4 separate regions of the Mus musculus genome follow, and regions 1, 3 and 4 are each linked to region 2. A link is a contact called in public promoter capture Hi-C data. All regions are on one chromosome and are shown on one strand. The core of a region is the stretch at or near the end of the contact, and the rest is flanking DNA. Distances in the headings are between cores, read along the strand shown. Region 1 holds the start of Src (Rous sarcoma oncogene). Region 2 holds the start of Samhd1 (SAM domain and HD domain, 1). Region 3 holds the start of Myl9 (myosin, light polypeptide 9, regulatory). Region 4 holds the start of Tgif2 (TGFB-induced factor homeobox 2).

Evidence for each region. Promoter capture Hi-C pulls out the DNA fragments that hold promoters and counts their contacts. Capture Hi-C pulls out chosen DNA fragments and counts their contacts.
Region 1: a contact with region 2 is called in a promoter capture Hi-C map of adipose tissue. The contact joins the promoter of Src here to the promoter of Samhd1 in region 2. A contact is called at or near these places in 1 of 39 promoter capture datasets (the 3T3-L1 cell line), 1 of 484 Hi-C or Micro-C datasets (embryonic fibroblasts), 2 of 115 datasets of contacts at active chromatin or transcription factors (memory CD8 T cells and pancreatic cancer cells) and 2 of 9 other capture datasets (adipose tissue and liver).
Region 3: a promoter capture Hi-C map of pre-B cells shows a contact between it and region 2, with 3 times the contacts expected there. The contact joins the promoter of Myl9 here to the promoter of Samhd1 in region 2. A contact is called at or near these places in 8 of 39 promoter capture datasets (the C10 cell line, HPC-7-derived erythroid cells, embryonic stem cells and 5 more) and 3 of 115 datasets of contacts at active chromatin or transcription factors (differentiating embryonic stem cells, embryonic basal ganglia and microglia).
Region 4: a contact with region 2 is called in a promoter capture Hi-C map of adipose tissue. The contact joins the promoter of Tgif2 here to the promoter of Samhd1 in region 2. A contact is called at or near these places in 5 of 39 promoter capture datasets (the C10 cell line, embryonic stem cells, frontonasal cranial neural crest and 2 more), 2 of 484 Hi-C or Micro-C datasets (both in embryonic stem cells), 9 of 115 datasets of contacts at active chromatin or transcription factors (effector CD8 T cells, embryonic basal ganglia, embryonic stem cells and 5 more) and 2 of 9 other capture datasets (adipose tissue and liver).

What each region holds. Positions count from the first base shown.
Region 1 is chr2:157,422,014-157,427,377 of GRCm38.p6, reverse strand. It overlaps Src (Rous sarcoma oncogene), which reads right to left and starts at 3,085. Exons shown (of 15, transcript NM_009271.3): 1 at 2,964-3,085.
Region 2 is chr2:157,132,437-157,138,186 of GRCm38.p6, reverse strand. It overlaps Samhd1 (SAM domain and HD domain, 1), which reads left to right and starts at 3,091. Exons shown (of 16, transcript NM_018851.4): 1 at 3,091-3,308. The coding sequence starts at 3,098.
Region 3 is chr2:156,773,587-156,778,947 of GRCm38.p6, reverse strand. It overlaps Myl9 (myosin, light polypeptide 9, regulatory), which reads right to left and starts at 3,484. Exons shown (of 4, transcript NM_172118.1): 1 at 3,442-3,484; 2 at 220-429. The coding sequence starts at 403.
Region 4 is chr2:156,837,291-156,842,770 of GRCm38.p6, reverse strand. Tgif2 (TGFB-induced factor homeobox 2) reads right to left here and starts at 2,764. Exons shown (of 3, transcript NM_173396.3): 1 at 2,533-2,764. LOC115486128 reads left to right here and starts at 1,523. Exons shown (of 5, transcript XM_030252280.1): 1 at 1,523-1,589; 2 at 1,772-3,055; 3 at 4,235-4,353; 4 at 4,858-4,948. The coding sequence starts at 1,523. The coding sequence ends at 4,236. Gm14230 (a long non-coding RNA gene) reads left to right here and starts at 4,682. Exons shown (of 2, transcript XR_003953756.1): 1 at 4,682-4,725.

The DNA of each region.
Region 1 (5,364 bases), core at 1,836-4,335, 290 kb before region 2:
CATGCCAGCCAAAGCCGCACAGATGGCAAGGCTGAGCCCAGAGACACTAACAGACTTCCCGATGCCACATACAGCAAACAGGTCCCACTTTCTGTACATTAACTAACTAATGCCGGGCACAGAGCCTTCTCTGGAAAGGGAGAGATGCTTGGCCGTTCAGGGATGAAGAAACCAAATCTCAGAAAGAGACAATGAAGGACCCAAAGACACACAGCACATAGGATAGCCAGCAGTCAGAACTTGAACTCAGGTCTATCAGATGCCCAAGCATGATCTCCAGTTTCCTGCTCTCCAGCTCCCTCCCAAGTTTCTCCCTCACCCTCACCCCGACCCTGCACTGCACTTCCTGATCCTTGGGCTCTCAGTGCCTCTGGCTTTCTGGGTTGAACTCCTACTAAACCTAGCTTCTTCCTCTTCTTCTTCCTTCTCCTCTTCCTCCTCCTCCTTCTGAGACCTGATCAGGGCTCCCACAGAATATGCAAGTCCAGACTGCACATCTATTCCATTAGCTGTGTACCTTGCCCTCCAGCTTAATCTGGTTCATAGAGAGGATACCCACCTGCTCCCTATGTAAAAACTGGAGGCCAAGATCCTCCTCCAGGCTCCAGTGGGCCCTCATAGGGAGCAGTCCTATTGATAGCGGCCCCATTGGATCATCCTATCTCATAGCTCTCCCTTTGGTTCCCCACAACAATTATACACCTCCCCTCACCTCAGGGCCTTTGCACATACACACCTCTCTCTGCCTGGCACACCTTCCCCTAGCTTCATGCCCAGACGCCCCCTAAATTCCTCCTTCAAGAGTCCTCTGCCTTTATCACAGCCACGAGTATATATTCATTTATCTGGCCACTTGCTTGATGCATGGCCTATCCCCCACACTCCAGTTTCTAGGAGTCAAAGACCTGCTCACAGTTTCCCAGCAAGTCCCCAGGCAGATGACCTTCTGAATAGAAAGGAAGAGCACTGACCCAGCTGCATTCTTGGCTGGCCCGCCACTGCTTCACTCAGCTTAAGCCCCTCCTCCAGGAAGCTGTCTGCTCCTCCTACCACAAAGCTGCTCAACAAAGTTCCCAGGCCCTGGTGCATAGTATATGCTCAATGCGCGATCAAAGTCAGCAGATGGACAGCAAGAACAAAGATCATTTAACCATGTCCTTCCGAGATTCCTGGGGGGCTAGGGGAGCGAGACACACCCTATCCTCACCCCCACCCTCAGATGACAATCAGGGAAGAAGCCCCAAACAGGAGCCAGCCTATGTGCTGGAGGCTGGTGGGGGAGAGGGGGTTCGGGAAAAGGACACAGGAGATAGAGGAAGGTGGGGTGGGAGAGATTAGGGTTGCCCTAAGGCTGGGATGAACAAGGATGAACAAGAGACTAGGGGGAGGGGACGGAGCAGGGAGCATGGCACTCCTAGCACTCATTAGTGTGTGCCCCATGATGTAGACAGGAGGTCAGCTGAGAGGTGACACACTGTAAATCACTTCCCTTGTGGAAAGGTTACCTCACCCAGACACACCTCATCTCCAGTAGGGCCTTATGTCTCTGCCAGGTGCGAGAGATATGGAGGGAAACTTCCAACAATGCCTTGTGCCTGATCTAAAACTACACACCCTTCACCGTCACGGTGGGTTAAAGGGCAGCCAGACAGCTCCTCAGGAAGGCTATATCCTCCTCTGCAGCTGCAGACCAGGCTAACCCCGGGAGGCGTTCACTGGATATCAGCAGCTCTGGTTATAACTGCTCCATTTTCTTTCCTGTGGTTCTGCAGCTAGCACCAGGGCCTTGAACAAGCTGAGCCTGTGCTCTACCACCGAGCTACCTCACAAGCCAACTGATCGATCCTCCCTGAGAGGACTGAGGCCAAAGGGAACCCTTTGTAGCACGGAGTTACCCGCTTCTGCAGGCAGCTGTGCCACAGGTACCTCAACCATCCTGTGCGAGCGAGCTCCAGGATGGGACTCATTTATTGAGCACGCCCCCCCATATATGCCAAGTCCTGGGCTGCGGAAGTGCAGGGAATAGTCACTGATGTGAATAGTCCAAGGGGCGGTCCCTGGCTCAGGTCACTCAGGAAAACAAGAAACCTAGACACCTGGACTCCATAAGGTTGGAAGAGTCCCCTGCCCCCGCCCCTGCCCCCGCCCCCGTGTCCACCTTGGTAACTAAATCTGACCTATACCCAGATGACCCCAACACCACTTGCCTTCACTGGGCAGTCTGTAAAGCCGGGAAGACCTCAGGGTCCCAGAAGCCTCACACACCTCTGTCCACCTTTCTAATCGGAATGCCTCAAAGGTTTATGGGATGGATACCCAGAGTGAGTCCCCTCTGTTCACCCCACCCTTCAACCAGCCCACCTACCACTGAGGAGGGCCTTGGCTCAGAGAGCTAACTAAGGCACAAGTGGTGGTGGGTCGTAGTAGGGGGCACAAACTCACCTCCAGTACCTGCCTGGGTGGGCAAGCGGACCTGGTGGCGGTAGTGAAACCCCAAAACTTTTGCCAACTTCTGAGTCCATCGGTCGCTGGGCCTGCGCAGGGGCGAGGCTGGGGGTTGGGGGGGATGGGGGGCGAGGACAGGGTGGCCCTGTTTCTTCCAGACCAGCAGCACTAGGCCCTACCCAAGGCCCCAGTGAGACCTAAGGAGGTAGTGTGGCCCTCCAGGTGCCCCTTCCCCAACGCCCACCCCACCCCCACCGCCCACTCCGGGCCGGGGGCGCCAGGCCCAGCAGCCGCGATCGCGGGCGGCGCCGATCGGCCGGGTTTTCAAATGTGGCCTAACCGAGCCAGGGGACTCTGCGGCCGAGGGTCCCCGCGTTCCGGTGCCCCCCGCACCCCGCTCGTCCTCCCCCGCGCATCCCAACAAAAGGCCGCGGCGGGCAGCTCGCGGGCCGCGGCGTAGAGTGGGCAGGGCGGGAGCCCGCAGCAGGGCGCGGGGCCGGCGGGGCGGGGGCGCTCACCTGCACGGCGACCGTGAGCTCCGGACGCGCCCGGGCGGACCCCAGCGGGGCGCGCGGCGCTGGCGGGCAGCGGCCTGGCCGCTCCGGCGGGGCGGCCGGTTGGATTCCGGGCCCGGAGAGACAGACCGAGAGAAAGGGAGGAGGCGGCGGCGGTGGCGGCGGCGGCGGCGAGGGGGAGGGAGCGCGCGGGAGGAGGGGCCGCGGCCGCCGCGAGCCGGAGAAAGGAGGAAGCGCGGACCCGGGCCCCGCCGGCGACCCGGGAGACCTGCTGTGCGAGCCGGGCCCGCGCCTCCCGCACCCAGCCCCCCACCCCCCGCAGCTCCGCCCGCGGGGGCGCCCCCCCAACCCCACGCCACGCGCCGGGCTCGGCCTCCCGGGACCACGTTAGCGTTCAACCCTAGCTACCTGAGCTACGCACCGGTGGCTAGCACTGTCCGGAAACTGAGGCACTGGCCACACCAGCCTTGACCCTGAGTGTCTCTAATCCTCAGAGACTGGAACCGAAGGGACAGGGAAATAGTGAGGGGGAGAGGCAGTATTGTTAAAATGTATCAAAAGGCAAAACAGTGGCTCACTATGTGGCCAAGGCTGGCCTTGAACTTGCGGAGCCTCCAGCCTCTGCCAATGGAGGGCAGGAACTTGCGGGGCCCAGCTCAATTAGGCCAAGCCTAAATTCACTTTCAATGCATAAGGAGACCGTGTGCATCTGCTGGGCAGTGTGCTTGTTGCCAGCCACTGAGGATGACAGAACCAACCGGACAGGAAGTAGAGAAGAAAAATGGGGCAAGCGGGATGAGATGTGGCTTCAGGCTGGTCTCAAAGACCACCAGGTTCTAGCGCTGCCCGTTGGGGGTCCAGGAGCATCCTTGACTCCTCCCGTTCACTCTGGAAAGATGGGCCTGACCATCTATCAACCATCTCCATGTTCCTTCCTTGAAAGTGCTTCCATCTCACAGACAGGGAAACTGAGGTTCATGTGGCACAGGCCTGGGCTTCTGGCAAAGATCCCTCCCAAAGGGCAAGTCCCCCATCATCCTAGATTGTGAGAGGCTCCAGCCCCAGGGTACAGCTATGTCTCCCAGGAGACCAGGAAAGGGCAAAGCTTTGAGTCAGACTGATCTGAGGTCACATCTAGGCCAGGTGCCTCAGGGTGTGTTCTGTCCACTAGCTTCCTGTTCCAGCCCCCTCTGTTGTGAAGAAGGAGTGGGCCAGGCTGAAGATCTGAGGGCCTCACTGACAAGAGCAAGTGGGGCCAGGGTAGCCCACTGTGGCCACGGGGACTGCTCAGGGTTTCTCATGAACAGCGGGCAAACTAGCCAGCCACTCCTGTTCGCAGGGCTTGCTTAAAGATTAACGGCAGTTTCCCAGGGCTCCCCTGGGCAGGCTCTGGCTGGAGGAGCAGGTTTCTCCGCCCTCCTCCATGCCTAAGATTTGTCTAATGGCCTTTACTGGCCACTCTGGGCTGAGGGAGGGGAGGGGAGGGTGGATACTCTTCCTGTGAGGCACTGGGGCTGGCTCTCAAACGGCTTGCAAGCACTTACTGAGCAGTGTCCTTCCCTGTGCCATACTTGGTGATGTCAGACTGGTCACCTGGTGTCAGCCTCAGAGGAAGTACGTTCTACTTGGAAATGGGGAGAAATGTGACAATGAACCCATTAGTTTTTCCTTCCAGAGAGTTGGTTAACTATTTGCCAAATGTATCACTACATCTGTCCCCAGAAATTCAACAGGAAAGGTCTGGGTGGTTCTAGAGCTGAGAAGACAGAGAGCTTCAAAGCATAAACTTTAGACTGACAGGCTAAGGTTGAACCCGGAGCTCCACCGTTGTGCAAATATATGCATGACCTAACGTATGCTATTTCCCCCTGAGCCGCAGTATGCCAGCAGCCTGCCCAGTGGGTAAGGCTTCCATGAGAGAGACGAGGTAGGTTTGCACTGATAAGTCCTCACAGTCTTACGTGGAAGAGTGCTGTTGGCTCTGCTGCAGACACAGCCTCCCTCACACGTGCCCTCCTTGAGGGCAGCCTTACATCAGAGGTTCTCAGAAGAACCACCCAGCACAAGGGTTTCATTACTGAACTTTCTGAGTACTCTTTGTTGTTAACCATCCCTCCGGGCTTCCGACTGTAACCCCTACCAGGAATGCCCACCCCTACCACCAGCCTCCACCCTCCCAGGCCTTCGTGATCCTGGGTAAGGGCCATATCCTCCAGGACACGTTTCTAGACACACCCCTGATAGAGACACAACCCCAAGTCCATTCTGGGTGTGTCTGTTTGTACCCTGAGGGCAGGAGCCATGGCCTGGCCTATGCCCAGTATAGAGTGGTCACTGGCCAGCTGGCTGTAGAAAACACAGTGATGTGGCATCCACAGACTGTACGAGGACAAGTTCCAACCTT
Region 2 (5,750 bases), core at 1,842-4,341:
GGGCACACACTGTAACCCCAAACCACAGAAGAGGAAGTAGAACAATTACAAGTTCAATGCCGTCCTTAGCCAAGCGGTGAATTTGAGACTAGCCTGGAATAGAAGAAACCCTATGCCGGGCTGGAGAGATGTCTCAGAGGTTAAGAGCACTTACTGTTCTTCCAGAGGTCATGAGTTCAATTCTCAGCAACCACATGATGGCTCACAACCATCTGTAATGGGATCTGGCGACCTCTTCTGGTGTGTCTGAAGACAGTGACAATGTACTCATATAAACTAACTAAATAAATCTTTAAAAAGAAAGAAACCATATGCTATGTAAATAACAAAAACTAGTGATAGAACTCACAGTTGCCAAGTTTGAGGAGCTAAACCTGATCACTTGGGCCAACAACTCCAAGTTGTCTTCTGATCTGCACCATGGCACATGTATTCACACACACAAGTTTTCATTTAAAAAATATACAGTGGATCCATGCAACAGGTCCTAGGCAGAGACAGAAAGATCTCTGGGAGTTCAAGGCCAGTCTGGTCTACATAGTTCCAGGACAGCTAGAGCTACATAATGAGAGCCTGTCTCAAAAAACAAAACAAAAGTTAAAAACAACCAATATATGTGTCTTAGTTAGGGTTTTACTGCTGTGAACAGACACCATGACCAAGGCAAGTCTTATAAAAAACAGCATTTAATTGGGGCTGGCTTACAGGTTCAGAGGTTCAGTCCATTATCATCAAGGTGAGAGCATGGCAGTATCTAGGCAGGCATGGCACAGGAGGAGCTGAGAGTTCTATGTCTTCATCCAAAGGCTGCTAGTGGAAGACTGTCTTCCAGGCAACTAGGGTGAGGATCTTATACTCACACCCACAGTGACACATCCATTCCAACCAGGTCACACCTATTCCAACAAGGCCACACCTTCAGATGGTGCCACTCTCTGGTCCAAGGATATACAAACCATCACAATATGCAATAGTGTGGTGGATAAGACGTGTAATTTCAGCAGTTTGGAGCCTGAAGAAGTTCCTGTACTCAAAGCCCAGTGAGGCTACGCAGTGAGCCTGTTTCAATAAATAAATAAGTAGCAAAGGGAGGGGCCGCTAGGGTGATGACCAATCTTGGCTAGACAACTTGACTGCTCCGGGAATTATTAGATTGTTAGATTATTTGAGACCAGAAGACCCGTCCTAAATCTTCTGGTTCTTCTGCTGGCAGCCCAGATGAAAAGATATGAGAGACAGTTAAGAGCTTCTTTGCCTGCTTGCCCTCGCTCTCACTAGCACATTCATCTATGCCAGTCCTGTGGCTTTCCTTTTGGACAAAAGCCAACTCCTTTGGGATTCTAGTGTAGACAGGGGGCCAGCAGCTCTCCAGGACTCCTCCAGGACTCCAGTGCCAGGCTGGGACTATTATGACAGACAACCAGCCTCCTGGACCCAACAGTTACCACATTCTTGGCCTTTTCCAGAGTCTCACAGCCATTGTTGGACTACATGAACTAAATCCTGTATAAATCCCTTTTAAACACACACATAAATATTTACTCTAACATTTCTGTTCCTTTAGAGAGTACTGACTAAGGCAGATTTAGTAAGAGCATGGTCTTTTGCAGGAAGCCCAGTCTCTGTTGTTTCTTAGCTCCCAGCTTTTTTTTTTTTTAAGATTTATTTATTTATTTTATGTATATGACCATACTGTCCTTGACACAACACAAGAGGGCATAGGATCCAATTACAGATGATTGTGAGCCACCATATGGTTGCTGGGAATTGAACTCATGACCTTTGGAAGGACTGTCAGTGCTCTTAACCACTGAGCCATCTCTCCAGCCCTCTCTCCCAGCTTTTATACTTCACTTTCCTACATCTGAAATTCGTTAAATGAATGTTTGTAAAGCCTTTAGAACAGGGCCCTGATCACATCAGCACTGTTTGCTAAGAATATTTTGGTTCATCCGATTTCTAGTTTGTCTGTTGTTTGTTTGTTGCTGGGTAATGAACATCGGGCCTCGAGCTTGTTTTGTTTTTGGTTTTGTTTTTTCGAGACAGGGATTCACTGTGTAGCCCTGGCTGTCCTGGAACTCACTTTGTAGACCAGGCTAGCCTCAAACTCAGAAATCAGCCTGCCTCTGCCTCCCAAATGCTGGGATTAAAGGCGTGCGCCACCACACCCGGCTCTCAAGCTTGTATTTTATGCCTAAGCATCACTTACAGCTGTCGGGCTCACCACTAAACATCTCATTTGTACTGCCTGACGTTAAAATACCTAGATGTGTATGTGTCTTGGTTTCTGAAGAGGTGTCGTAAATTAGTGGTCGTTGTACTAGTAATGGGTGGATAAAGATTTATGGGGAAGTTTGGGGTCTGTCCCAAAATGGCTTAACGCCAAAAAAAAAAAAAAAAAAAAAAAAAAAAAAGAAAGCCTGCTATTTGGACACTGACTAGTAATTAGTAAAAATACTGTCTATTTGGAAATAATAGGGCGGTCTGCTGCCAACTAACTGTGAATGTGGAATCTAACAGGACAGTCCGACAACCAGCTGGCAATCACTTCAGGGTTTTCCAGTTGGGCCAGTCCCTTGTTTTCTGCTCTGGGATAGGAGTGGCAGCTTTGTTGCCTTATAGGGTTTTTTTGTTTTTTGTTTTTAATTTTATTTTAACAAGTTTACAGCTTGGGGTGTTTGAAACCTGGCAAAACGTATTTGTTTCAGGAAGATACCTGCAGTTCACCAGAAGACCTTTTTAATCTGGAGCGTGGTGAACCTTCCTTAGCCCCAGATGCCCTCTTTGGCCTTGTCCTCACTAAAGTCTCCACTCTTAACCACAACTCAGTTTTGCTTTTCTAATAACACCACCCTTTCGGAGAAACACAAGGGCGGAGTTGAGGGCGATCGCGTAGGCATTGCGCTTGCGCAATGGGCCGGGCGCGAGCGCCCCGGGGAGGCCACGCTCCCAGGGCTGATGTCCGGGGCGCCTGCGCAGTAGGCCTGGAGGCTGGCAAAACTGAATGGACTCACTTTTGGGGTGTGGTGTCAGTGCGGCTGCGCGCGAGCCGGTGCCGCGGTACTTAACTTCGCAGCCCCGGGTGTCGGAGGTAGCCATGCAGAGCGCACCCTTGGAGCAGCCAGCTAAGCGACCCCGCTGCGATGGCAGCCCAAGGACGCCACCGAGCACTCCTCCTGCAACAGCTAATCTGTCTGCAGACGACGACTTCCAAAACACCGACCTCCGAACCTGGGAACCGGAGGACGTGTGCTCCTTCTTAGAGAATCGTGGTTTCCGAGAGAAGAAAGTGCTGGACATCTTCAGAGGTAGCGGGCCTGAGGGACGAAGGATGGCCACCGTGGGGCCGAGCAGGGAGAGTCCACATGGGAGGCATCCTAAGGGGGAGGTCTCTGGGGGAAGCGGCTGGCGGGAACCCGCCGCTGGAGAAGGAGGCGCCCTGTCGGGATGCGAACACACGGGCTACCCGAGGTGGGCACAGGTGAAGTGCAAGCCCATCGGTTCACTCTGGGCGGCGAACCTAGTAGAGGCCCAGGGAGGTTTGGTAGAAGGGTCTTTTCGGGAACTTGTCACTTCTGCCAGGAGCGATCCCCGCCCTTCTTAGAAGATTTTACCCCAGACCTCCGGCTGTGGCTTGCGGTCTTTCAGGCTCACCTGGCTTGGGAGACCCTTTTGTGCTAACCGCAGCTCCCGGAACACTTGGCCCCATGAGAGATTTTGAGCGCTTTTAAGTTTAACTCTGAAGCTGGTCCCGGAATTTGGGGTTTTCCTTAAAGGGGAGGGAAGGTGCTTAATCTCTGGATTCTCACTGACTATCATAATAGCCTAGTAGGGTTCAGTATGTGCTCATTGTATTTGCAGAGTGCTACTAAGGGAATTTCTCTTCCAACATAAGAGCAAGTTATTCACTGAAACCCCAACATTCCACAACTTGGCCACTCAAGAATTTTAAGAATTTTAAGGGATGCTTCTGGTTCTTGGTCTTGCTCCCGTCAACACTTTGAATCTGCTCAACTTTTTTTTTTTTTTTTTTTTTTTTTTTTCTTGGTTGGTGGCTGTGAAGCTTAACCCCTTGCATGATCGATCCCCGGAGGTGTTCGCTTGGAAAGTGGCCCCTCCGTGGTTATGATTTTCAAATTCAGTGAACTTTACTTCTTGTGGGGTGGAGCCCCTTGTGCCTAACTGAAGGACTGACTTTAAGAAAGCTTTAAAAGGGGTTGCGGATTTAGCTCAGTGGTAGAGTGCTTAGCAAGCGCAAGGCCCTGGGTGCGGTCCTCAGCTCTGGGGGAAAAAAAAAAAAGAAAGAAAGCTTAAAAATAGGAACTCACGTTTCTCTTTTTCTCTCCCTCTACAGAAGAGTAACTTTGGGGGTGGGGGTGGGGTAAGACAGGGCCTGTCTTATGTAGTCTCTATAGACCAGCCTAGCCTCGAACTCAGAGATCCACCTGCCTCTGACTCCTGAGTACTGGGATTAAAAGTGTAGGCCACCACACCTGGCAAGATTTCATTTTAACTATATATATATAGTTATATATATAGTTATATATATATAGTTATATATATATATATATATATATATATATAGTGCTGGGGTCCTTGAGGCCAGACTGGAGTGACTCCATGATGGAGTTGCTGCCACAGGGGTGCTGAGAACTGAAGCTGAGCCTTCTGCAAGAGCAGTGAGTGCTCTTAACCATGGAACCATCTCTTCTGGCTCTGTTTTTATTTTTAGTTATGTTTTTATGGGGGTGTTGGTAGGGGGTATGTGTATGATGAGTACAGTGTCTGTCACAGTGTCTGTCGAAGCTGTAAGAGGGCAGCCAACCCTCTGGAGCTGGAGCTCAGGAGCTGTGACTGGCCTAACTAAAGTGAGTGTTGAGGGCTGACCTCACTCCTCCCCAAGAACAGTGTGTGCCCTTTGCTGATCAGCCATCTCTCTAGCCCCAGATGATGTTTTGATAACCAAGATGTTAAGTAACTTTCCAAAGTCACATTATTAGACAAAAAAAAAAAAAAAAAAAAAATGCAGAGTTGGATTTTTTAAAGGTTAAGTCTTTGGATTCCCGAATTCATTCCAGTTATTTCTGAAATGGTGTTCTGACTAAAACCTTCTTGGGAGGCTGAGGCAAGACAGGCAAGACTTCAGGTTCCAGTCTCAGGTCTTCAGCTGTCCTAGACTAGATAATGAGATCTTATCTCAAAACAAAACACCATTGGAGAACAACATAGCCAAAATTAGAAAATCAACTAAGGCAAGAGAAAAACATCTAGTCAGTAGAAAACGAAGTGGGGCTGGAGAGATGGCTCAGCAGCTAAGAGCACTGACTGCTCTTCCAGAGGTTCTGAGTTCAGTTCTGAGTTCATGGTGGCTCACAGCCATCTGTAATGAGAACTGAGGCCCTCTTCTGTTGTGTCTGAAGAGAGCAATGGTGTACTCATATGCATTAAATAAATAAATCTTAAACAAATAATAAGTAAAAAAGCAAGAGACCATTGACAAACAACCACTGCAATACTAATTTTTAAAATACTGGGTTATAATTTAATAATTAGAAAAAAAATGTTAGATGAAATATGTATAACCAGTAAGGTTGATAGAAGTGCCCGTTAGGTCAACTATGGGCTGTTTGGCAATGCTTTTTGACTTACAGTGAATACTTATGGCTGACATTTATTATGTCTGTACTTTGTATGAAGGACTGCTATACACATCTATAAGCCATTTAGGGAGGGGTAGGCTTTTTTGTGTG
Region 3 (5,361 bases), core at 2,235-4,734, 360 kb after region 2:
TACCACACAATCCAATGCACAGATCTGACTTTCCCCGGGAAGTCAGGCTGTCTAGGTTCAAATCCTGAGCTGGTCCTTCTCCTTGCCTCAGTCTTCCTCTCTGTTAAGTGGGCAGACCCGGAGCAGTATAACCTGCCGTGGAGCACTAAGACTCTCATTTCACAGGAAGTGCCCTGTCAGTGCTGAGCACTTCCCTCCCTGAGCACCCGTCCCACTCACCCAGAGAGGCCAGCATGTCGTGCAGGTCCTCCTTATCAATGAAGCCATCTCGGTTCTGATCAATCATGTTGAAGGCCTCCTTAAACTCCTGGATCTGGGACTGGTCAAACATGGCGAAGACATTGGACGTAGCCCTCTGGGGCCTCTTCTTGGTGGTCTTGGCCTTGGCTCTCTTGCTCGACATCTTGCCTTTGGGTGTTGGGGGTTTCCCTACAGGGAGGGGCGGGGGATGATGATGGACAGGGATCATCCCTGCCTTCCCCTGAGGTCTAAAGTTAGGTCTCAGCTTGCTCTTCAGGGCATCCCACAGGTTTGGGCCCCCAGCCACCCAGTTCTTTCTGAGCACAGCCTGTGGGCTGTGATCCTGAGTGCTTCATCTATCTGTCTTCCTCTGGGAAGGGGGGCAACAGAGTAGCCTGCCACAGGAATCAGTTAATTTAGTATCTAGAGAGGCCCTGGAGTGGTGCTGAGCCTAGAAACAATTCATTTTGCTTTGAGTGGGTAAAATAGGATTGGCTTGGTGCCAACCATTAAAGTGCTTTGTCTACTTTATTTCTTCATAGCAATGTGCCCATCTCAATGGCGGGAAGATAGGGCTCTCCTAGGAGGGGTCGGACCCCCCAGCTCTGTACTCTGATAATACCCTCCCCCATCCCTCCCCATCCCTCTCACTCTATGCCCCTGCACCCCTCCCCCATCCCTCTCACTCTATGTCCCTGCACCCCTCCCCCATCCCTCCCCATCCCTCTCACTCCATGCCCCTTCACCCCTCCCCCATCCCTCCCCATCCCTCTCACTCCATGCCCCTTCACCCCTCCCCCATCCCTCCCCACCCCTCTCACTCCATGCCCCTGCACCCCCTATCTCCCCCATCTTCTGCACAGTCTGTGGAACACAGCTGCTCTCCTCAGGGAGCCTGACTGGTCCCTTGTGGTTTCATCCTGTGCCCTCTGTCACTTCCTGTACATCGAAGCTCCCTCAAGTTGAAACTACAGTCCATTTAGACCTGGTGTTTTGGCTTCGGCCGGTCTCTCCCATCCCATTCAAACTCAGACCTTCAGTCGCCTCCTTAAAACCCCTCTCCACATCCCGAGAGTAAACCTCGATGCCCCAGCCTGGCATGAAAGGACCCAGTGTGCTCTCCCAGCTCCTGACTGATCCACTTTGTCTCCTCCTTGACCTCTAGCATTCCACAGCTGTTCCAGGACTTCCTTCCAGCCCCCCCCTTCTGTAGCTGTCCTCAGGCTGAGCTCTAGAGTCCCAGGGGTGCTGTTCTCCACCCTTATCTTGATAACAAACACTTGCGGACTCCCTCATCCTTCACCACTAGGGCAGCCCACAGCAGCAGGCTAGTAGAGGATTCTTCAGTGAAAGGTTTATGAGCTCCACTGTACAGATGGGAAAACTGAGGCCAGGGAAAGAATTCAACCTGATCCCATCATAACTTGTGGGGAAATACATCTCAAAACTTCTGTCTGCTTCCCCTCAGCTAGTCCAGGCCCCAGCACGTCTTCTTCTCTGCCCTGTGCTCTGTAGACCTTGGCCCAGGGCCTATGTCCTTCCTCCTCTATCCCTGCCTCTAATACCCTCTGGGCTGGGGTCATGGTCAGCTCCAGCAAGTCCCAGGGCCACATCTACCTGCAGTCTTGAGACTCTAGCTGTATAAAACCCAGTGAGCCCCACAGCATGCACCAGGCTTTGGGGTTCCTTTGTGTAGTGCTGGGTGGGAATTGGTAAGAACCGGGGGCAGAAATGTTGTCCCTGGAAGCTGTCCCCCATCTCCTGTGGCCCAGGCTGAGATGGCCATCAGCTAGCTTTCTTCCTTTTCCTTTCTTTCTTTCTTTCTTTCTTTCTTTCTTTCTTTCTTTCTTTCTTTCTTTCTTTTCTTTCTTCCTTCCTTCCTTCCTTCCTTCCTTCCTTCCTTCCTTCCTTTCTTTCTTTCTTTCTTTCTTTCTTTCTTTCTTTCCTGTCTGTCTGTCTGTCTGTCTGTTTTGTTTTGTTTTTCTTGTTTTTTCGAGACAGGGTTTCTCTGTATAGCCCTGGCTGTCCTGGAGCTCACTTTGTAGACCAGGCTGGCCTCGAACTCAGAAATCCACCTGCCTCTGCCTCCTGAGTGCTGGGATTAAAGGCGTGCGCCACCATACCCGGCTCTGTTTTGGTTTTTTGAGTCAGGGTTTCTCTGTGTAGCCCTGGTTGTCCTGGAACTCACTCTGTAGACCAGGCTAGCCTCGAACTCAGAAATCCACCTGCCTCTGCCTCCCAAGTGCTGGGATTAAAGGCGTGCACCATCACTGCCCGGTTTGGCCATCAGCTTTCTTAGCCCATCCTGTCTGCAGACCTCTAGGGCAGGCCCAGCTAGGCTCCCCTAGTGTATCCCTGCCCTCTCTACATCCCTGAGAGGCATCCCCCCCACACACACACACACAAAGGGAAGTGAATACCTGTGAGAGGGTTGGGAGCCAGGACACCACGCTAGGCTGGGGCCAGTGGGTGGCAGGTTTGGCTCTTGAAGGGCCAGGCACTTTCTAGACTTGGTTGAGTGACTTAAATTAGGAATAAGCTGTGTCCTTAACTCTGAAGCCATATGCTCCCCTCTCTGGGGTCCTAGACACCAAGGATCAGACAGCTGGAACTTGGCGCGGTCATGGCTAGACCATCCCTCCCTCCTCATTACTAGTCTCCATAGCTGGCTGTGCCAGATACCCTGCTTTCCAACCGGCTCATCAAGCAACCAGGGCGGCTGGAGGGTTGTGAAGAAGCCAAGACCCCCTCATCCCACCGTTCTCTAGTGCACACAGCACTGGAGATAAGGAAGGCATGAGGTGGTTACCATCCCTCCTGGGGTAGGGTTTGCAAAACTGGGTGTGAGCGCTGTGCTTCCGTAGGGCTCAATTTCCTCTGCCACACACAGTTTCTTGGGTCAGGGATGCCCTCAACCCCCTCACTGGCATCTCTACAGGCAGGTAGCCTGGAGTTTCCAGGCTTGGTGTGTTAGGCTCTTTAGCAAAAGGACACTCTGGATCCTTGTTTCCTTGCCCAAAGACCAGTTTTCCGGGGCGCAGAACCACCAGTTGCTCAGTCCCAGGCCAGGGTCCCCTTTAGGACCCAAGCAAGGCAGTAGCCCCAGCCCACACCACTAAGCATGCCACAGCCCTCAGAAGGCCGGGTGAGGTTCAGCCTGACCACCTACTGTAGCTGCCCGGGTGCTGAGTGGGCTCCCACCTGCTGCAGAGAAGAAAAGTCCTCGGCGCTGTTGCGGTGCTTCGAGAGTTGGCTGGCAGCAGCTCCGACCGATGCTCGATGCTCGGAGCTCTGGGGGCGGAGCCGGGGCTGGAGGGTCCGCAGGCCGCCCGGCCTTACAAGGCAGAAGAATGCGCGGGGGTGGGGTGGGGGCGGGGCTGAGGCAGCCAGCCCGGCCTTATTAGGCCTCTGCTTGCAGGCTGAGAAGCTGGGGTGCCCCTGGAATAGCCCCCCTCGACGCAGCCTTTCTCTGGGTCGGCCCAGGCTGGGGCATGGAAGCAGATTGAGGTGTCAAGACTGGCAAGAAGGGCGGAGCCTTCAGCGTTTCCCAGCTCTCCGACCCCCTCTTGTCCCAGAGGCCCCTGCTGTGTCTGGTGGAAGGCTGGCTTTCACCCGGCCAAGTATGGTCCTTTTTTTTCAGGGAGACTCAATCCTCACAACAGCGGCCATCACTCTTTCCCTAGGGCTTTCTGGCATTCAGTTACTTTGTAAATAGCTGCCTGGCTCCGCAATGGGGCAGGCAACTGATCCATCTGCCTAGGGAGCCCTGGGAGCCTGAAACCGCCTACATCCCGGGACAGTTCTGAGCTCGGCTGAAAAGGAGTTAAGGGTGATGCTGGGAAATGGAGCCAGATTGAGAGGAGATGGAGCCAGATGCGGTGGTTCATGCCAGTAATCTCGGCATTTGAGAAGCTGAGGCAGCAGGATTGCCAACATCGAGTATAGTGTAGGTTCCAGGTCAGTCTGAGCTATGGAGCAAGGTTGTCTAAATAAATAGAAGGTAACAGTTTTTATCTGTCCTGGCAACATTAGAGGTAACAGTTGAAACACTTCCGGAACTAGAATTTGGGGAGTAGTTTAGCTTAGCGTAGAGGTCAGAAGTCACAAAGGAAAAGTAATGGATGTCAGTGCAGGAGATTTAGAGAGCGTATGGCACGCTCAAGGACAGGAGAGCAGACAGTAAGTGGGGGAGATGCTGGTTGGGCTTATGGGGCAGTGGGAAACTGGGCGACAAGGGGAGGGGTTCTGGAAACACTTCAGTGCTTCAGCCAATAGGACTTGAAAACGGACCAGACTGGAATGAGAAGAAAGTTGGCTCCAAGAATTCAATTCTTTTAAAAATTCTATTTATTCGTGATGAGAGTTGGTGTGGAAGTCAGTGGACTGTTGCAGGCCTGCCTGGCCACATACGAACAGCAAGTGCCATTACCAAGGAGCCTCTCTCACGCCCCAGCTCAGGATTTCAGTGGGGCAGCTGGAGAGAGTGCTGCCATTTTCTTAGTTGGGCAGCGTGGGCGTAGGCGGAGCAGATTTGGGAGAGATCCATTTTGTCTTGGATTTATTCATTTTTGGAAACTTTCTTTTGAGATAATTTCAAGCATACTAAGGTTCTAAGACTCGTATAGAAAACTGACTTCCTTGAGAGTCTCCAGTTGACCTTTGGCTCCTCACTCTTCCCTGTGGGAATATGCACATTGCCCAACACTTGATAGTGAATAAGATTTTAGTATATCCTAAAAGGAGGACTCTTTTACATATTGATAGTATATTATCAAAATCATAAGATTTAACATTGATTTAGGCTTTTAATTTATGACCTATATTCCAATTGTGCCAGATGTCTCAGTAATATCCTGTATGGAAATTTGTTCTGGTCCAGGTTGTGTGTGATGGGTGAGGTGCAGGTGCCATGGGCATCATTCTATGGAGCTTGAAGATGATGTCATGTAGCTGGAGGGTGATGTCATGGAGCTGGAGAATGTTGCCATGGAGCTGGAAGATGTTGTCATGGAGCTGGTTGTGGTGGATTGAATATGCTTGCTCAGGGAGTAGCACTATTAGGAGGTGTGGTCTTGTTGGAGTAGGTGTGGCCTTGTTAGAGGAAGTGTGTCACTGTGGGGG
Region 4 (5,480 bases), core at 1,515-4,014, 300 kb after region 2:
CGGTGGGTTCCACTCCCCACACCCACATGGAGGAACACAACCACCCAAAATCCAGTTCCAGGGGAGTAGATGCTCTCTCTCAACATCCCAGGTGCAGATGAAAATCCACACACATAAAAAATAAAATAAAAAATGTCCCATCTTTTAAGACTGATTATAAAGAAGGATTTGAAATCGGGTAATTTTCCCTCCAAGGCCCGGAGGCGGGTCTGGTAACTGTTCACCAAGTCTTGCCGCCCCTGCCGCAGGCCGTGTGCGTAGTGAGTCATTCCTCCGTTGGTTTTTAGACCTTCTTCCTTGGTCCGGCCTCTGACCTGGTCCAGACTTAATCTCAGAATCCTGACCAATGAAGTGTGGCTCTGGTCCCTGCTTTAACTTCCACTGGGCTGTGTGATCCCAGTAAAGTGTCCTTTCAGAGTCTGAAGCCCTCCTCCTCCCCTGCTCCGTGAAGGAAGGTTTCTGCCTAGATAACTCCTATCAGCTGCCCCTCCAGCAGACAAAGTTCCCGTTCACAAAAGCAAAAGAAATTTACATTTTAATAGCACAAGTTCTAGGCCAAGGCTGGTCCAGGATCTGCATGCTCCTCCCTTCTCTGCCTTTTAACAGCTCCTCAGCAGGCCCAGCCAAAAAACTCTGCCATCTCCCAGGTTTTGTTTCCTCGACTTGGGCCTGAGCCCAGATCTCTGGGCTGGCTAAGCCAGACTTTCGAGGGAAGGGTCTACCTTCAGCCAGGCCACCTGGAGGTGAACCGGGCACTGCTCGGAGGCAGTGTTTACTCAGAGGAGCTCAAGGAGGATGCATTCTGAGGGCAGACATGTAGTCGGCCACCAGGACAGCTGCGAGACCAGCTCAGGGAGGCAGCGCTGGCGGCGGGTGACAAGTTTACTCAAGGTTATCTTCACTTATTCCACTCTGGCTGCCTGCCAGAACCCAGTCTTCATAGTTTCCCTTCCAGAAGAGCACCCCTCCGCATGAACTTTCCCCACCTCTGGGTCCTGCACCCTAGGGTTGTCTGCAGGTTAGACACACACGCACACCAGCGATACCTCAATTTCCCTCCTGCAAGTTGAGCGCTGTTTAAATAACCGACCCGACCCACTGCTCACATCCCGCAAGTTCCCAGAGTTTTACAAACACACATAGCTAAATTTACACACTATACCTAGGACCAACGACTAGACTATCGAAACTAGCCCAACTCCTGCACCCGCCCACCCACGAACTCCAAGTGACCTGCCCACCCACGATCTCTCCGACCCAGGAGCACGCACGTCACCACACCGGCCATCCATCAGTTTTTTATACAACTGGGTTATTGGAGGCACCCCTTGGACACTGCACCCCATCAATCTCCTACACACTCCCACAACACCATCTGCAGCCACTCCCACAGGAACTTTCTGACAACTCGCCCAGCTCCAGATACAATCCCCCGGGCCGCACACTGAGGCTGGAGTTCCCAGCAGTTCACACAAAGCGCGCAGCCTCCCCCGCGGCCCAGACGCAACGGAGCACATGGCTCATGGGGCGCCGACGAATCCGCCGGCGCTCAAGGCACCCTCACTCAACTGTCCCCCACCAGAGTCACGGTGCGAGCAACAGCTCCCCTGTCGGTCCGCCACCCGGCGCTTGGGGGTTGGGGGGGGGGGACGACTTTGCAAGGAAAAAAAAAAAACTCACGTGTCCATTTTGGGACAGGAAAAAGTTTAGTTCCCAGCCCGTTCCCTGGTACTCCGCGCAGGGTGACTCTTGGGGCGCGGGGCCGCCGGAGCGTGCGCGCTCGGCTTTGTGCTCCGAACTCGGCCCGGAGGGGGAGGGGAAAAGAGGGGGCTGGGCTCCAACCTCCGCGCCGCCCCCCCCCCCCAACTCTGCGCCTGGACTCCATGTTGGCCGCCCCCCCTACATCGGGGACGCGCACAGCCCCCGCAAGACGCTCGGCTGCCCTTCGCCTGGTCCCGGGGTCCCGGCGCGCACAAACTTTCTCCGCGTCGCCAGCCCCACGCGCCCCACAGCCTTGGCCCGCCTGGGAGTGACAGATGCCTCGGAGACAGACTTTCCTTTGTTCCAAAGGAAAGGGGAACTCGCGCGGGCTCCCAAGCCCTCTCCGTCGGAGCCCCGCCCGCGGCCCCCACCTCCAGCTGTCACTCGGCGGCCCCCGGTCCCGCTCTGTCGCCGTGCGGGAGGGGGGGGGGCTGCCGGCGGTTAGCAACGTGCACTTTTGAAACCAAACAAACCCGCTCCCCGCGCGCTCACCCCGCTGCAGGGCACCGGCTGCCCTCTCCCAGAGGAGCTTTGGGAGCTTTGGGAGCCGAGCCCTCCCTCAAGGACCCCGAACAGCGCCCCCCCCGCCAACCCCGGCATTCCGCGCCAGCGTTCCGCGGTCCCGACTCACACACACCCCCGGGGCTCACACACCCACTGTCGCACGCGCCGGGACGACGCCCCCTCCCCCGCCCCGTCGCCCCAAGAAACTTTCCAAGTTGTCCGCGCGCCTCCTCCCGCGTCTCCAGCCCCTCGGCGCCCCGCACTCACCTTCCCTGGCGGCTTTCCGGCCCACGCGGCCTCGGTGGGGTGTGGGACCACCCGGCCGGGGCGGGGGGCACCGGGGGAACGCGCCGCGTACCTGCCGGGTCTGACACCCGCCTGACAGCTCGCGGCTGGAAAGCACCTCGCGACCTGACGTCAGATCCCCTCTCCTCCCATCCCGCCTGCCGCACCCTCCCCCACCGCCCCGAGGCAGAAACAAACTTTGTGCAGAGCGTGGCCAGCTACGCCCACCCTCGGGGGCGGGCCCGCAGAGCCAGGGGGCTTCGCCCCGCCCACGCGTCGGAGGGGGCGGGCCCGCGGCACCTCCTTCCTGCGCCCACCCACCTTAGGAATGCCGCATGGCCGGGGCCCGGGGCGGAGCGGTGGGACCAGGGCTCCCGGAGTCAGCTCCAGGGCAGGAAGTGGCCCGCTCCTCCTTTCAGAGAGTGTTTCCGGAGCGCCTACTGTGTGCTCCTCCATGGGGGTGGGGGCACTACCAGGCACAAAGGGTGCCAGTCCCCGTACCTTTGTAAGTTCGCCTCCTCCTCTGGGAGCTTGCCCTTGTGGGGATGGGGAAACTGAGGCTCAGTCGGCTCAGAGTAACTCCCAGGTGCTAAAGGACCAGTTGTTTTGTCCGCTCATAAGGCAAACGGCGCGGCGAAGACCACTTGGGATAAAACCCCAAGCCTAGCGCAGATGGTCGGCCAGGGGTGAGTACAGGCTGCACCCCAGGAGCGTGAGTGAGGCAGGCACCGTGTCGCAATTTGGAGGTGGCCGCATTTACTCGCTGGTCCCTGCCTTACCACGTGTGCCAGTGTCCTTTGGCCAGGTGGGTCTGATGATAGAGCCGAGCCTTTCCCTTGGTGGCTAACCCCAGTTGGAGAGGGTGAGGCTAGGCGCTTCCAGCGGTCCAGGCTAGGGTCATTTTACCTCAAGTTTTCCTTGCGTCCAAGTTCCCTGACTGTTTGTCTGTCTCTTGCTATCTGCATAAGTGTGGCATAGCCTAACTCCAGCTAACAGGCCTTTTCTGGGTTTGTGATCATATAGGCCCAGAAACCTGAGACCCACGTGCCAGAACCAACAGCATCCGAACAGTCTTCCCTGATTGTTATTTTTTTTAATGCTGTTATCTTCTAATCATTTTACTGTTGAGTTTGGGTCTTGGGTCAGACTTAAGAGTGGCGCACCTGCTGCAGCTAAGTGACAGAGACAACAGCTGTCATTGCTGCAGCAGACTCAAGCTTTTGTTTTTCGTTGTACTGTAGTCACAAAAACTTTGGCAACCAAAGTTAAGTTTTCCTACCAGAAGGCCCTAAGCCAGTCAGGATGCCGATTAAAAGCATCTTAAGGTGGGTTTCATAGAAGCCGGACTTGCCTGGAAATCCTTGAAACCAAGATGGCCATCCAAAATCAAAAACATTGCCCAGAACCCTCTTTTTTACTGATGGTGACACCAAGTCTCAGAGAGTTGGTCACAAGCAATTTCTTAGCCAAGTCATATTCCAGCCACAGACCTTTGAAAGAATGAAGGAGATGGGAAATCTTAGGTAAGAAAAGTAAAAACCAATTAGGTCTTGGCAAAAAGCAGGGACTGTCATATAGGTGTGACATGGAGGGAAAATAGAGGGATAGCCCAGTGAATCTGGAGATGTGCCCTGGATCTCATACGATCCAGGCGTGTGCAGCAGGTGTCTTTTCTTTGTGACAGGAGCCTCTGGTGGGCAGTCACAAGCCCACGGATTCCACCAGTGACCCCAGGCCTGCTCACATGAGTGACGCGTTCCTCCCCATGGCCAGCAGCAGAGCGGACTGAATGCTGGGTGACAGGTCTGGAGTCTCCCTGACCCGCTTGGCAGGATCCAGGGTTGGGGTGAGGGGGGCTCTGTGTCAGGCTGGCTCTGTGTCAGGATTTCACATAAACAACTTCCCTAGCCTAAATATACCATGAACTCGACAGTTGCCAGGTCTGACTGCTCTGTAAATGTAGTTTAAGCTCTGTGCATCTTCACCCCAGGCATTCCCACTCCTGGGTTCATGATCCTGGAGCAGCTGTGCATGAAGTTAAAGCTTGCATGAGAGTATTCTTCATACCGCTGTTCTGGAAAAGCCAAACGTCTAGGTGCCCTTCCTGGGATCTGGATGGTAACTGATAATCATGGAACCATACGATCCCGTAAATCTGTGTTCCAAGTCAGAGAGGTCTGACATGAGTTTATTTTCAGCTATAATATTCGGCCTAGAAGGGACTTTGGCCAGACGTATTGATAATCCTGACAAGCTTTTTCCAACTGGGGTTTGGTTTGGTTTGTAACAAGTCTCTCTGTTTCTCAGGCTGGCCTCAGACTCCGGTGCTCAAGGATATTCTTGCTTCAGGTTCCCAAATAGCACTGCACACTGCACACGTGAATCCCCATGCCTGATGGTAAGTTATTATTATTTATATTTATTTATTTATTGAGATGTGGGGGGTCTGGAATCCTTCTTGTACTTCAGCTTCCTGAGGCTGTTTTTCCTGCCACACCTGGCTCTCATCTAGTTTTGGTAGAGTCAATCTTCTCTAGCAAACGTGAACTTGAAATCCAGCACTATGGATACACACTACTGTTGTGGCAAGAAACCTTTCCCCCGTTCCCCCATACAGTAAGAAACTGCTGAGCGAGGTGGCTCAAGCTTTTAATCTCAGCACTTGGAGATGGAGGCAAGTCGATCTTTGTGAGCTCAAGGCCGTCCTGGTTTACACAGTGAGTTCCAGGCCAGCTATAGGTACACTGCGAGCTATAGGTACACTGCGAGCTATAGGTACACTGCGAGCTATAGGTACACTGTGAGACCTTGTCTCAAAAGAGAAAGCTTCAATGCTCAGATCTTCCATAAAACGGAAAAAAGGAACCCAGTGACTTGGAGGTTTTCTCAAAAGCTCCCTCAGGCCTGTGTGTCAAAGCTTGTCAGTAAAC